Linked DNA regions of Mus musculus: regions 1 and 3 are each linked to region 2. Evidence: chromatin contacts called from public HiChIP or PLAC-seq and Micro-C data. All regions are on one chromosome and are shown on one strand. Each heading gives the region's core, a stretch centred on a gene start, on an enhancer-like site or on the middle of the called end of the contact. The rest is flanking DNA. Distances are from core to core; before and after follow the strand shown.

Region 1 (3,984 bases), core at 258-2,757, 240 kb after region 2:
GTTCACTTGTCTATCAGTCCTGCTCTATCTGGAAAACACTACCTCCTTCAGTCCTCTGTCACCTCTGACGCTTGTATCTTTCTGCCTCCTTTTTGGCCTAGACTCTTGTGCCTTGGTGGGGAGGGATTTGGTGGAGACATCACATTTAAGACCTTAAGCTCTAAAGTCTCACTCTCTTCATATTGTTTAGCTATAGATCCCTGTATCAGTTGTTCTAACTCAGAGGTTCTCAACCTTCCTGATGCTGTGACCCTTAAATACAGCTCTTCATGTTGTGGTGACCCCCCAACCATAAAACTTTCATTGCTACTCCATAACTGCAATTTTGCTACACTTATAAATTGTAATGTAAATACCTCTTTTCAGATGGTCTTAGGTAACCTTTGAATAAGGATCTCCAGCCAAAAGTTGAGAAACACTGTTCCAACGAGTTTGCAAGAACTCTTGGACAGTGGGAAATAGAAACTTTAACAACCTTAAGTATGTGTCACTGGTAAGGTTCTTCCCAATGACTTAGTAGCCACGACCAAAAACTGTTGGATCCACAGATCTTTAGGACTTGTTCATTTCATGAGTCAAACAGTCGTGGGGGTTGATTCTTTCGTTTTTGTCATTCAAGGAGCTTGGGTTTGAGCCTCTTTGTCTTGTTTTAACAACAGTTGTCATAGCTGCAATAATAACCCTAAGAAGATCTGAAGAGAGAGAGGGAGAGAGAGAGATTGATTCTCTGGCAGCCCAGGCTGGCTCTCCACTCCCAATATAATGGGGGCACCCTGCTAACTACCTGCTGAGGTTACAAACATGTGTTACCATGCCCGATTCAATTATTTCATTTTTGCTGCCACGGGGTATTGAACCCAGGATCCCATGCATGCTTGTCCAGAAGCTGCCGATGTCCTCATCCATCATCTTTAAATTTTATTTCCATAGCGTAGTCTTGAGGTATGTAAGTAAATAACCTTCTCAAACGCAGGCTCGAACTCTTTACGAATAGGTGTCAGGGAACCATAATCTCAGACCACCCCAGCCCCTAGGATGTCACCTCTCCGCACACTGGAAATTACCTGCCTCTCTGATACCACCGAGGGTGCCCGGCACCCGTGGGTTCCCACACTAGGTTCCAAGAGAGCCCTTGAGGAACGAGCCATAGCTCACACACACACACAAAACCAAGAAACGAAAGCGCTCAGTGCAGGAACTCTGAGCAGGCGCTCTAGCAGCAAACTGAGTTCGCCTCTGCTGTTGGAACAATTAACGGTGGGCTTCCGGAAGTGGGGAGGGTCATGACCTGTCAGGAAACGGAAATTAAGAGGACAGTGACTGCATACTACAGGGCCTTTGCAGAGGGGGCGGAGCTTTCATCGAGGGGTGGGGCCTGAGCGGAGGGCGGGACGGGGGCGGAGCAAATAGATGGGGTGTTCCCGAAGGGCAGAGCCCGGGCTGGAGGGTGTTGCTAGGAGGGCTGCAATGGGCCAAGGATTTTTTTTGGCGCGTCACTTGAAGTGACAGAAGACGTAAGAGGTAGGGCTGTCGTAGGCTCGGCGTCTCTGGTGCTGCTGGCCCAGGCACCTCGGGTTCTGCCCGTAGCCTTAGGTGAGCGAAGGCCGAGCAACGGGGAGTAATTGCTGGGCGCAGGTAGCTTGAGTCCAGCGCTCTCACCCCGACGCCCGCCCAATGGCTCTGCTCCAGCCTGGGATTCTGACCCGGGCCCGAGCCTGGGATGGCTGGTGGGTGGGAGACCAGAGAGCAGCAGAAATGTGCTTTCCAGCCCTAGTGCGGTTTGTCCCGGGTTAACGGAGGAGTGAGATGAGAGTATCACTCCTAACAGTCGAGCAGGCTAACAAAACAATAACAAATAAGCCAGGGAACCACTGGGCTAATTACATCGGGAGAATGGCGACTGCTCTAAGGGTGAGAGACAAGAGAGATCTCTTCATAGTGATGAAAACAAACAAACAAACAACAACAATAAAACCAAAAAAGACAGCCCGGCATCCCAGCCAGAACTCCTGGAGATAAGTTCCGACTCCTCTCAGGGAGGTAAGTGATGCCCCAGGTCTCACCCTGAAGATGGCACACGGTGGAATTCATGCTAGCAGCGTGACACAGCCCAGGGGGTTGCTTTGGAACCTTTGTTCTTGGAAAGTTTTATGTTCAGCTCAGGGTGAAAAGAGTTTTATGTCTATGTTCATGTAAAATTAACAATTGAGCAGGGTGTACATTGAGAAATTAATTTTCAGGAGCTAAAGAGACGGCTCACTGGTGCTGCTGCTCTTTCAGAGGACTGCTGTTGGCGTCGTGGCTAACTCTAGGGCAGTGTTTCCCAGCCTTCCTAATGCTGCAGCCCTTTAATACAGTCCCTCGTGCTGCGGTGAGGCTCAACCATAGAATTATTTTGCTGCTACTTCATAACTGTAATTTTGCTACTGTTATGAATCATAACAGGCAACCCATGTGAAAGGGATGGAGACCCACACAGGCTGAGAACCCGTGCTCTACAGCCTCTTAATTCCATCTCCAGGAAAATCTGATCTTCTGACCTCTGCACGTATATATACTTACACACACACACACACACACACACACACACACGCATAATTAAAAACAAAAATGACTCAAAATGTGGTGGCACCCGCCTGCAATCCAACACTGAGGTAATTGAGGAAAGCGGCTCAGGAGCACCATACCCTGTGCTGGGTGATGTGAGCTTGTCTCCTGGAACTACATTAAAGATGCTGAAGTGGATGGCCAGGTGGCGCGTCTGATAGGATCTTGATTATACCAGTCATTGAGTGTATGAACTAATTTAACGTTCAGCCAGTTAACAGTTATGCCAGTCATTAAGTGTATAAACTAAGTTAACTTTCAGCCAGTTAACAATTACACCAGTCATTAAGTGTGTAAACTCATTTAACTTTCAGCCAGTTAACGATTACACCAGTCATTAAAAGCGTAAACTAGTTAAACTTTTAGCTCTCTGTTCAGCTACTATCCATTTTACAGGAGTGGAAGCTGCAGCACTGAAAGACGAAGTCGCCTACTCACACTGTACAGCCAGTTTCTGGCTTAGCAGAAGAATGTCCTTCCTTCAGAGTCAGTCCAGAGGAGAGAGCGTTGTTGCTTAGCAACTGTTGGGCTGTTGGTGTTGTTTTGTGCCCTAGTGTTTGTGCCTGCGTGTTTTCCTGTGCAGCTGTATACATTGCTTTGCACCCGGATGTGGGGGTCAGAGGTCAGGCGTCTTCCTCCATTGTTCTACATCTTATTTATTTTGAGACAGAGTCCCTAACTGAACCTGGAGCTGATTAATTCAGCTGAACTGGTTGTCCAGTGAATGCCAGGTATCCTCCTGTCTCCATCTCCTCAGCCTGGGGCTTGTGGGTACATGACTATGCCTGGCTAAGGAAGTGACTCCTCAGACTTCTGTACACACTTTACTGACTGAGCCATTTTCCCAGACTTGCTTGTGTTGATTTTTAAAATCTTGTGTCGCTCTAGGTTGCCACCCAAACTCTTGATAACTGTGGATTTCTTTCATCTCCTCCTAATTCCCTTAACAGGGCTGGGAAAGTCATTTTATGGTTTTGGTTTTTGGTTTTTTTAAACAGATACAGACTGCCCTTTTCCATGGGTGGTGATATAGGTTCTGGCCTCATTTCCTTTGTCTCTATCTTAGTGTCTTTCTCAATTATATATATATAATCTATTTTTCTTCAAAGACTTGTCTCCAATTTTCATATTTTCAATTTTTTTAAATCATCTTAGTATGTACATTCTTATTTGTAAACTTTTTCTAATTTCCCTTCACAGGTTTGTCTCCACTTTTCATTTTTCTCTCTTTCTTGTATCTCTAGCATCTTAGTATCATTGTATCTACAGCATCTTAGTATCATTGTATCTACAGCATCTTCATTCTCCCCCCCCCCCCCCCCCCCCCGCTTCAAGACAGGGTTTCTCTGTGTAGCTCTGGCTGTCCTGGAACTCACT
Region 2 (3,797 bases), core at 1,032-3,531:
AAGTGGAAAGGCTGGGGGTGGGGGTGGGGGACGCAGAGCCAGCTAGCGCTGCGCTCTTGCCTTCCGGCTCCTTTTCCAGGCTCGCCGCTGTAGAAAGGTTTCCCCAACTTTCGTCCGGGTCTCCAACTCCAGCTACTGGACCAAGTGTACAGAATGTCAGGCAGTTCTCCCGCAGACTTCCGGACGCAGAAGAGACAAACCAGTAGAACGCAACAAAAGAAGGAACCTGGGCGCTCGGATGCTCCGGGCAGTCACACTAGCCTGGGTGGCTGCAACCTATCTCCCGCATATTGTACCGCCTGAGGTTTGTTAGGGACTTTGGAGATCCACATCCCAGCTGGTGGCCCCACAGAGCTCACCCCCACGTACGCCCTCTCTGCGGTTTGCCAACGAAGGCCCAAGAGTGGTCCTCACATGCCCAAGCTCCTAATCCCCACCACAAGCCCCGTGTGACAGATTCTGCTAATTGAACGGTTATGGGTCATCCTCATAACCGTTGGGCGACATTATCACCACGCTTCAATTCTTCATGTTTTAAATACATATTTAACGGATGGCTGCAGAGCCAGCTGGGAAACACGCGGGTCGGAAAACAATGCTTCAGAAGGCACGAGATGAGGGGCAAACGCGCCAGCCCACTGACACTCGAGGGTGGACCCCAGGGGGGGGGGCGGGGGAGAACTTAGCACGAAATGAGGAGCAATCGCCTGAGTTTTCATGCCTGTTCTGACTTTGCTACAAGAAGACCAATTACTGTTTGTCTGCTTGCTTGTTAAAACTACATATGCGAATTCAAATACCAAGCAATGAGAAGTAACGAGAAAAGACCGTTAAAACTCCGTGAGAAGGAATTGGCGCTTATGTTTGGGGGGTGGAGGAGAGGTAGCACCCGAGATCTGTAAAAAATAAATATCCCAACAAACAAACAAAACGCATTTGAGCTGGAAATGTCCGGATGTGAGAAACAGTTGGGGGTGGGGATACAACCTACTGCCCCCATGCTTGGGCACTGCCAATTGCTCGCATCCATCCACGGTAGGCAGGGTCACCTGTATGGGCCTGGCCGTATTTTCTCCTGGAGGCTTGCTGAAATCAATTCCTAGGTTTTCACTTCCATAAAATGGGTGAGTGTATAGTTATCTCTAGACTTCCCCAGGCAATTCACCCAGATCCAGTTTCTCAGCTTTGTATGTGTGTGTGTGTGTGTGTGTGTGTGTGTGTGTGTGTGAGAGAGAGAGAGAGAGAGAGAGAGAGAGAGAGAGAGAGAGAGAGGCTGCTACCTATAAAAGACGTCCCAAGGCAGCTAGGAGTGTGTTTCAAGTATCAACTCCCATCCACAGCGGAGAGCCTCCGATAATTCTTTGCAAATAATGTTGCCTCTACTCCAAGGCTTGGGCACCAAGATGTTGGAAGTTCAGTGGCTGGGTTTCCCTGAAAATGAATGAGGTGGAAGTCGTTAACCATCGATGCGTTGGCGCTTTGACTGTATTGAAAATAGCTCTCCGGAGCTTCTACACAATCTAAACTTTATAATGAATTGCGATTTCTTCCCAGAGTGCTAAGAACCTTTCTCTGCTTCCTTGCCCGCCCCGTGCTCTCCAAGGCCATGCCCCCACCTGGGGGCGCTACCGCCTGTCCCCAAAGCTGCAGCAACTGCCACTAAGTAGAAAGGAGCTAAGGGAGTGGGGGCCTTCTGCGCCGCTAGTGTTTTCTTATGCAACCACAAATGGTCACAGTTTGATGAAAATCACTCGATAGGTCGGCAGCGGGAAACAGGAGGAGGCGGGAGGGCTAGCAAAAACTCCAGGTGTGGCAAGCAACCTCGGTGTTCATTCTCAGCCATAGAACTGGTTGGCCATCGGACGAGTTTGCAGATTCCCCGTCTCACTCCGTACCCTGGCCTGACGCTACAGTGACAATATTTATATTGAAAGTTGCAGGCGTTCCCTCTCTGCCAGGGTCCCCAGACTTCTTTAGCAGCCCCGCTAGCCCACCCGCTTCTTCAGCTCGCCCTTTCCTCTCCCTGCCCAGGTCCCTCCTCCCATCCCTCCTCGCGAATCTCTCTACCGCGGGCGCCCATTGGCTGTGTGCTGAGAGGAGGCGTGTGCCGGGCCCGGCGGGTTTCATTGAGCGGAATTAGCCGGGTGACATCAGCTTCGCAGCCCCTCGGGCCGGCCCAGCTCATTGGCGCCTCTGCCCCTCCAGGAAAAGCACATTGTTCCCGCCCCCCGCCCGGACCACCGCCACCGCCGTCGCTGCTGCCTCCACCCAGCTATAAAAACCAGCGGAACCCCGAAAGGTGTGGATGCTTATTACAGACCGAGCCAACACCAGCGCCCAGAGCCAGGTTCTCCTCCGCAGCGAGCACCTCAAATCTAATTCACAGTAAGTGTCCCCGCCCCTTAACTGCTCCAGCCTAAACCCCGAAGACCGACTTCTCCAAAGTGGCTAGGATTTAGGATGCACCCTACAGTGCTGGCCTACTGGCCGAGATCCCGCCCCAATAGGTACTAATGACTGCCTGGGTGTCTACACTCACCGCAGCATCCCAGGCTCCAATAACTCCTGTTGCGAGTCCGCAAGCTAGCCGCGCGGTCGTAGAACCAGCGCTTAGAAAGTGAATCCAATGCGGGCTGCCAGTGCGTGTGTTCACGCTTGCCGGCGTTTGCTGCGTGTGTAGATGGCGTTAAAGGCAGATGCGTCTGAGCACCAGATAGAAAATACTTCTCTATTCAGATCTCCGGTCCAGAGAAAAGTCCTCATTTATTCCAGGCCGGACTGAAGAAATAAAACCTCTAGAATGTCCCTCATTGAGGGCCACCCAGAAGTCCCTGAAATAAAGTAACCGGTGGATGAGTGGGGAGGAGAGAGATTAGGATAACTTGCATGCCCCGGGCTGCTAGAAGGCCAGACTGCCGCGGCGTAGATGCCAACCACCTTTGCGGGTTCCTGGAGCTGCCGTGCAGGCGGGGACGGCGATTGTCTCACTTCTTTCTCCACACCCTGTGTGTCTGTCTGTCTGTCTCTGTGTATGTGTGTGTCTGTGTCTGTGTATCTGTCTGGTTCTCTCCTCAAGTTCGGAAGGTTGAAAAAAGAAGGATCATTCGAGAGCTTAGATCATCCCTGGGGCCATGGACTCGGACGCCAGCCTGGTGTCTAGTCGCCCATCGTCCCCAGAACCCGATGATCTTTTTCTGCCCGCCCGGAGCAAGGGGGGAAGCAGCAGCGGCTTCACAGGAGGGACTGTGTCCTCGTCCACGCCGAGCGACTGCCCGCCAGAGCTGAGCTCCGAGCTACGAGGGGCCATGGGCGCGTCAGGCGCGCATCCCGGGGACAAACTGGGCGGCGGTGGCTTCAAGTCATCTTCCTCCAGCACCTCCTCGTCCACGTCCTCGGCGGCCACGTCTTCCACCAAGAAAGACAAGAAGCAGATGACTGAGCCCGAGCTGCAGCAGCTGCGCCTGAAGATCAACAGCCGCGAACGCAAGCGCATGCACGACCTCAACATCGCCATGGACGGCCTGCGGGAGGTCATGCCTTACGCGCACGGGCCGTCGGTGCGCAAGCTCTCCAAGATCGCCACGCTGCTGCTGGCGCGAAACTACATCCTCATGCTCACCAACTCGCTGGAGGAGATGAAGCGACTGGTGAGCGAGATCTACGGGGGTCACCACGCCGGCTTCCACCCATCGGCCTGTGGCGGGCTGGCACACTCGGCGCCTCTACCCACCGCCACGGCGCACCCCGCGGCCGCCGCGCACGCCGCGCACCACCCGGCCGTGCACCACCCCATCCTC
Region 3 (3,579 bases), core at 869-3,368, 150 kb after region 2:
CTGGTTGGTTGATATTGTTCTTCCTATGGGGTTGCAAGCCCCCTCAGCTCCTTCAGTCCTTTCGTTGGGGAGCCCATGATCAGTTGGGTTTTGTTTTTAGTGATTAGGACAATGATAATTTTTCCACAAGGGCATACATAGAAATTTCAACAATCCTGTGTGCTGTGTGTGTGTGTGTGTGTGTGTGTGTGCTCGCATGCACCCCATTATACTTTATTCCTGTGCCCTCATTCCTCCCTGGCCACCCCTTCCTCCTCTTGGTCTTCCCTTCTTCCTCCCAGGTACAGAGCCCCTGGATTCTACTTTCATGACTTGAATGTCTGATGTCCTCTCTGGTTCTCCCTCCCTCCTTGGATCTCCTCCTCTACTTTCATGCCTTCTGTCTACTTCCATTGCTTATATGTAAATTTGCATATATTTAAGTCCACACTCCACATATGACAGAAACAGACCAATATTATTGAGCTGAGTTTGGTATATTTTGCTGAACATAATGATTTCCAATCCCACACGTTTTCTGAAATATTTCTATTTTTAATGTGCATGTGTATATAAAAGGGGGCATGCAGACCACAGTTTTGTATCATCTTTACCCCACTTGCTCGGGGCTACTTCTACAACTTCTTTGAAACTGTGGCTGAAACTATTTCAGCACTGAACGGCTTTTGTAGAGAACCAGGATCCCAGATAAGAGCCTTTCAAATTCATGAGACTGGTAGGAATTCTGCCAGTGTGACATAAGTGGTGGAAACCTCTTCAGGTCAGCCCAGAAAGAGAGACTCAGCAACTGTCAGTCCTGGTAGATGAAACTGTTCTCTTAAACTGCATATGGTGGCTCTGGAATGGTGATTCTAGCATTTGGTGGGTAGGGCGGGGAGATCTTAAGTTTCAGGCCAGCTGGACACACAAAGAGATCTTGTCTTTAAAGAGGGGGAAAACACATACACACGCTTTTTAACGGAAAGAAAATCCCTTTACATAAACTGTGAACTACCTCCCCTTCTCTTCCCTCGGAGATCTGAAAGTGAGAATCCAGGCCCAGGTAGGCATCATTGCCACGCCTCCTCTTACAGACTTCCATTAGCATTTCCACCTTGGAACTTCCACCTTCATACTTAGACTGTGCATACGCTACAGAAAGCTCCCGCGTATTCCATTTCGGAAGACAAGGGATGTCAGTTCCTAAGTAGGTATGGAAAGATTGTTTCTCCTTACTCTAAAATCGTTTGGTCTTTAGCCGGGCGTGGTGGCGCACGCCTTTAATCCCAGCACTCGGGAGGCAGAGGCAGGCGGATTTCTGAGTTTTAGGCCAGCCTGGTCTACAGAGTGAGTTCCAGGACAGCCAGGGCTACACAGAGAAACCCTGTCTTGAAAAACCAAAAAAAGGGGCTGGTGAGATGGCTCAGTGGGTAAGAGCACCCGATTGCTCTTCCGAAGGTCCAGAGTTCAAATCCCAGCAACCACATGGTGGCTCACAACCACCCGTAACGAGATCTGACTCCCTCTTCTGGAGTGTCTGACTTACATATAATAATAAATAAATCCTTAAAAAAAAAAATCGTTTGGTCTTGAGAGAGGGCCCTGGGGAATAGTAAGCAAAGACCCAAGAAGAAGCAGGCAATGAGTTATGGTATTTATAATTTTTGTTTGTGTCCTGTGTGGAAAATTATAATCAGAGGAGCTTAAAAACAAGTAAGCACAAGATGAGAGAGGGAGAGAAGAGGGAGGACTGGGAGGGGAGGGGAAGAGAGGGAAGCATGATTGACAAGCGTTCTGACACTCAGTTCTGCCCAGACCCCTCTTCCTTTGTATTTTGAGTCAGGGTGTCCCTACATTGCCCAGGCTGGCCTTAATTTTGCTCTGTATCAGATAGGTATTGAATTCGAGATCCTCCTGCCAAGGCCTTCCTGGAAGAAGAGAGTACACACCCGCATCACTAGGCCAGGCACCCAACCCATTCGTATCCAGTTAGTTCTAGGGATCAGGCACTACCTAGTCCTCCAAGGAGGCAGCGATAAACACAACAACCCCGATCCGTTAACTCTGGCTCCCTGGACTGTACTTGAAGTGGGTGGGGTCGTAATGGATGCGAAAGTGCCCATTTGTCGCCGGCTCCGCCCGGGCCCCGCCTCTCGCCTCGTTCTCTGTTCACCGCTAACCCCGCGGCTGGGAACCCTTGGCCTCCGGGAGCCTGCGTGGTCTAGCCCTAGACCAGGGGAAACCAGGCTGCCAGCGGAGACTCTTCGGGTCGCGGGGCACCGGCCATCCCGCCGCCGTCCCTTTCGCCTGGCTCGGCTCCCGCCTGCCTCCACTGCTCGCCAGCCGCGCGCAGCTGCGCCTGATGCCCAGAGCAGCTCGGAGGTGGCCCCAGGACATCCCAGAGGGGGATTCACGAGACCCGGCGATTCAGGTACTGTACTGCGGGCATTACGGGGACATGAATGGGTGTCGCTCGCCTCGCGGACAGTAGGACTGGGCCGCCTCCCCGCTGCCAGTTCCCGGAATCCCCTTTTCAATTCTCCTCTTCGGGACTCCGCCTCTTCCTGCCTTTCTTCCGTGGAGAGTCTGAGGATTCTAGCTCCCCCGACCCACAAGCTGCGTATGGGGGGCCCTCGTGGCCCCCGCATGGGCGCCTTCCTTTCACCGTTCCTTTGGTGAACTCTGGGTTTTTGTGGGCTCTCTGCCTTCACTCCACCAGCGTCGCCTCACCGAGGGTGCATGGGGCACCTTAGCCCGAGCCATTGCCAGATCCTAGGGGGTCCACATTCCTTAGGATCCACTACGCCTTGCCAAGCTAGTTATCATCTCCAGCCTCTGGGTCCTGTTCTGCGTCCTGACACCCCTCCCCCTACACACACACACACACACACACACACACACACACACACACACACACACACACACACTGCGCGCCCTGAAACCTACCTAAGGTCCCAGGATCGTTTGTTCAAGCTCCTACGAGGTCACTGAAGGGGTTGTGGCCCGCAGAAGATGGGCAGGGATGGGATACAGGAAAGGCACTGAGTTTATTGGTAGCTTGCATTTCTATTCCAAGCCAGCCAATAGTGCATGCGGTAAACCGTTGGCCCCATTGACCCATTTATTTGGTTAACATGGCTCTACTGGAAAACTTTGACAACCTATGAACTTTTGTGTTTTAATGTTTGTTTTATGTCCCTGTTTTGTGTGACAGGAGATCTTAGGAAATAGCCCAAGTGTCATCTAAGAAAGGTGCTAAGATTGGGACCAGAGACTGAGTTTGCCCTACTGTCCCCTGTCCCTTGCCTGTCAGTCCTTCTGTGCAGCCTTGGGAGAGTAATGAGGTGGGGTCTGGTACTGGGGTAACAGAGGTCACACCAAATATGGCTTCATCGACTTCACCAACACACTAGCAATTTGGGGATCGTTAATGAGGTTCATCAGTGTGGCGCAGGAAGTGACTGTTGTTCAAAAGTGGCTTTTCAAATTTAAATCATAAAAAGAAAAACCCGGATGTGACTATTCTAAAGTTTTTTCCCCTGTATTTATTTGAACATTTAAAGAGAGCTGAAGTTGTAGTGCCCCTTCCTCGTAGTCTTG

Evidence for each region. Hi-C and Micro-C count contacts between places; a contact is called where the count stands out from the background. HiChIP or PLAC-seq counts read pairs in DNA pulled down with a chosen protein or histone mark.
Region 1: a Micro-C map of embryonic stem cells shows a contact between it and region 2, with 2.0 times the contacts expected there. The contact joins the promoter of A930006K02Rik here to the promoter of Olig2 in region 2. A contact is called at or near these places in 8 of 484 Hi-C or Micro-C datasets (the HL-1 cell line, embryonic stem cells, granulocyte-monocyte progenitors and 1 more) and 1 of 9 other capture datasets (embryonic stem cells).
Region 3: an H3K4me3 HiChIP or PLAC-seq map of embryonic stem cells shows a contact between it and region 2, with 20 read pairs. The contact joins the promoter of Ifnar2 here to the promoter of Olig2 in region 2. A contact is called at or near these places in 3 of 39 promoter capture datasets (all in embryonic stem cells), 1 of 484 Hi-C or Micro-C datasets (embryonic stem cells) and 11 of 115 datasets of contacts at active chromatin or transcription factors (the SCID.adh cell line, acute myeloid leukemia, embryonic stem cells and 1 more).

What each region holds. Positions count from the first base shown.
Region 1 is chr16:91,463,597-91,467,580 of GRCm38.p6, forward strand. It overlaps A930006K02Rik (RIKEN cDNA A930006K02 gene), which reads left to right and starts at 1,508. Exons shown (of 2, transcript NR_077219.1): 1 at 1,508-2,040.
Region 2 is chr16:91,223,269-91,227,065 of GRCm38.p6, forward strand. It overlaps Olig2 (oligodendrocyte transcription factor 2), which reads left to right and starts at 2,282. Exons shown (of 2, transcript NM_016967.2): 1 at 2,282-2,385; 2 at 3,077-3,797. The coding sequence starts at 3,132.
Region 3 is chr16:91,370,665-91,374,243 of GRCm38.p6, forward strand. It overlaps Ifnar2 (interferon (alpha and beta) receptor 2), which reads left to right and starts at 2,119. Exons shown (of 9, transcript NM_010509.2): 1 at 2,119-2,410. It overlaps Gm36587 (a long non-coding RNA gene), which reads right to left. Exons shown (of 4, transcript XR_876244.2): 1 at 2,926-3,579.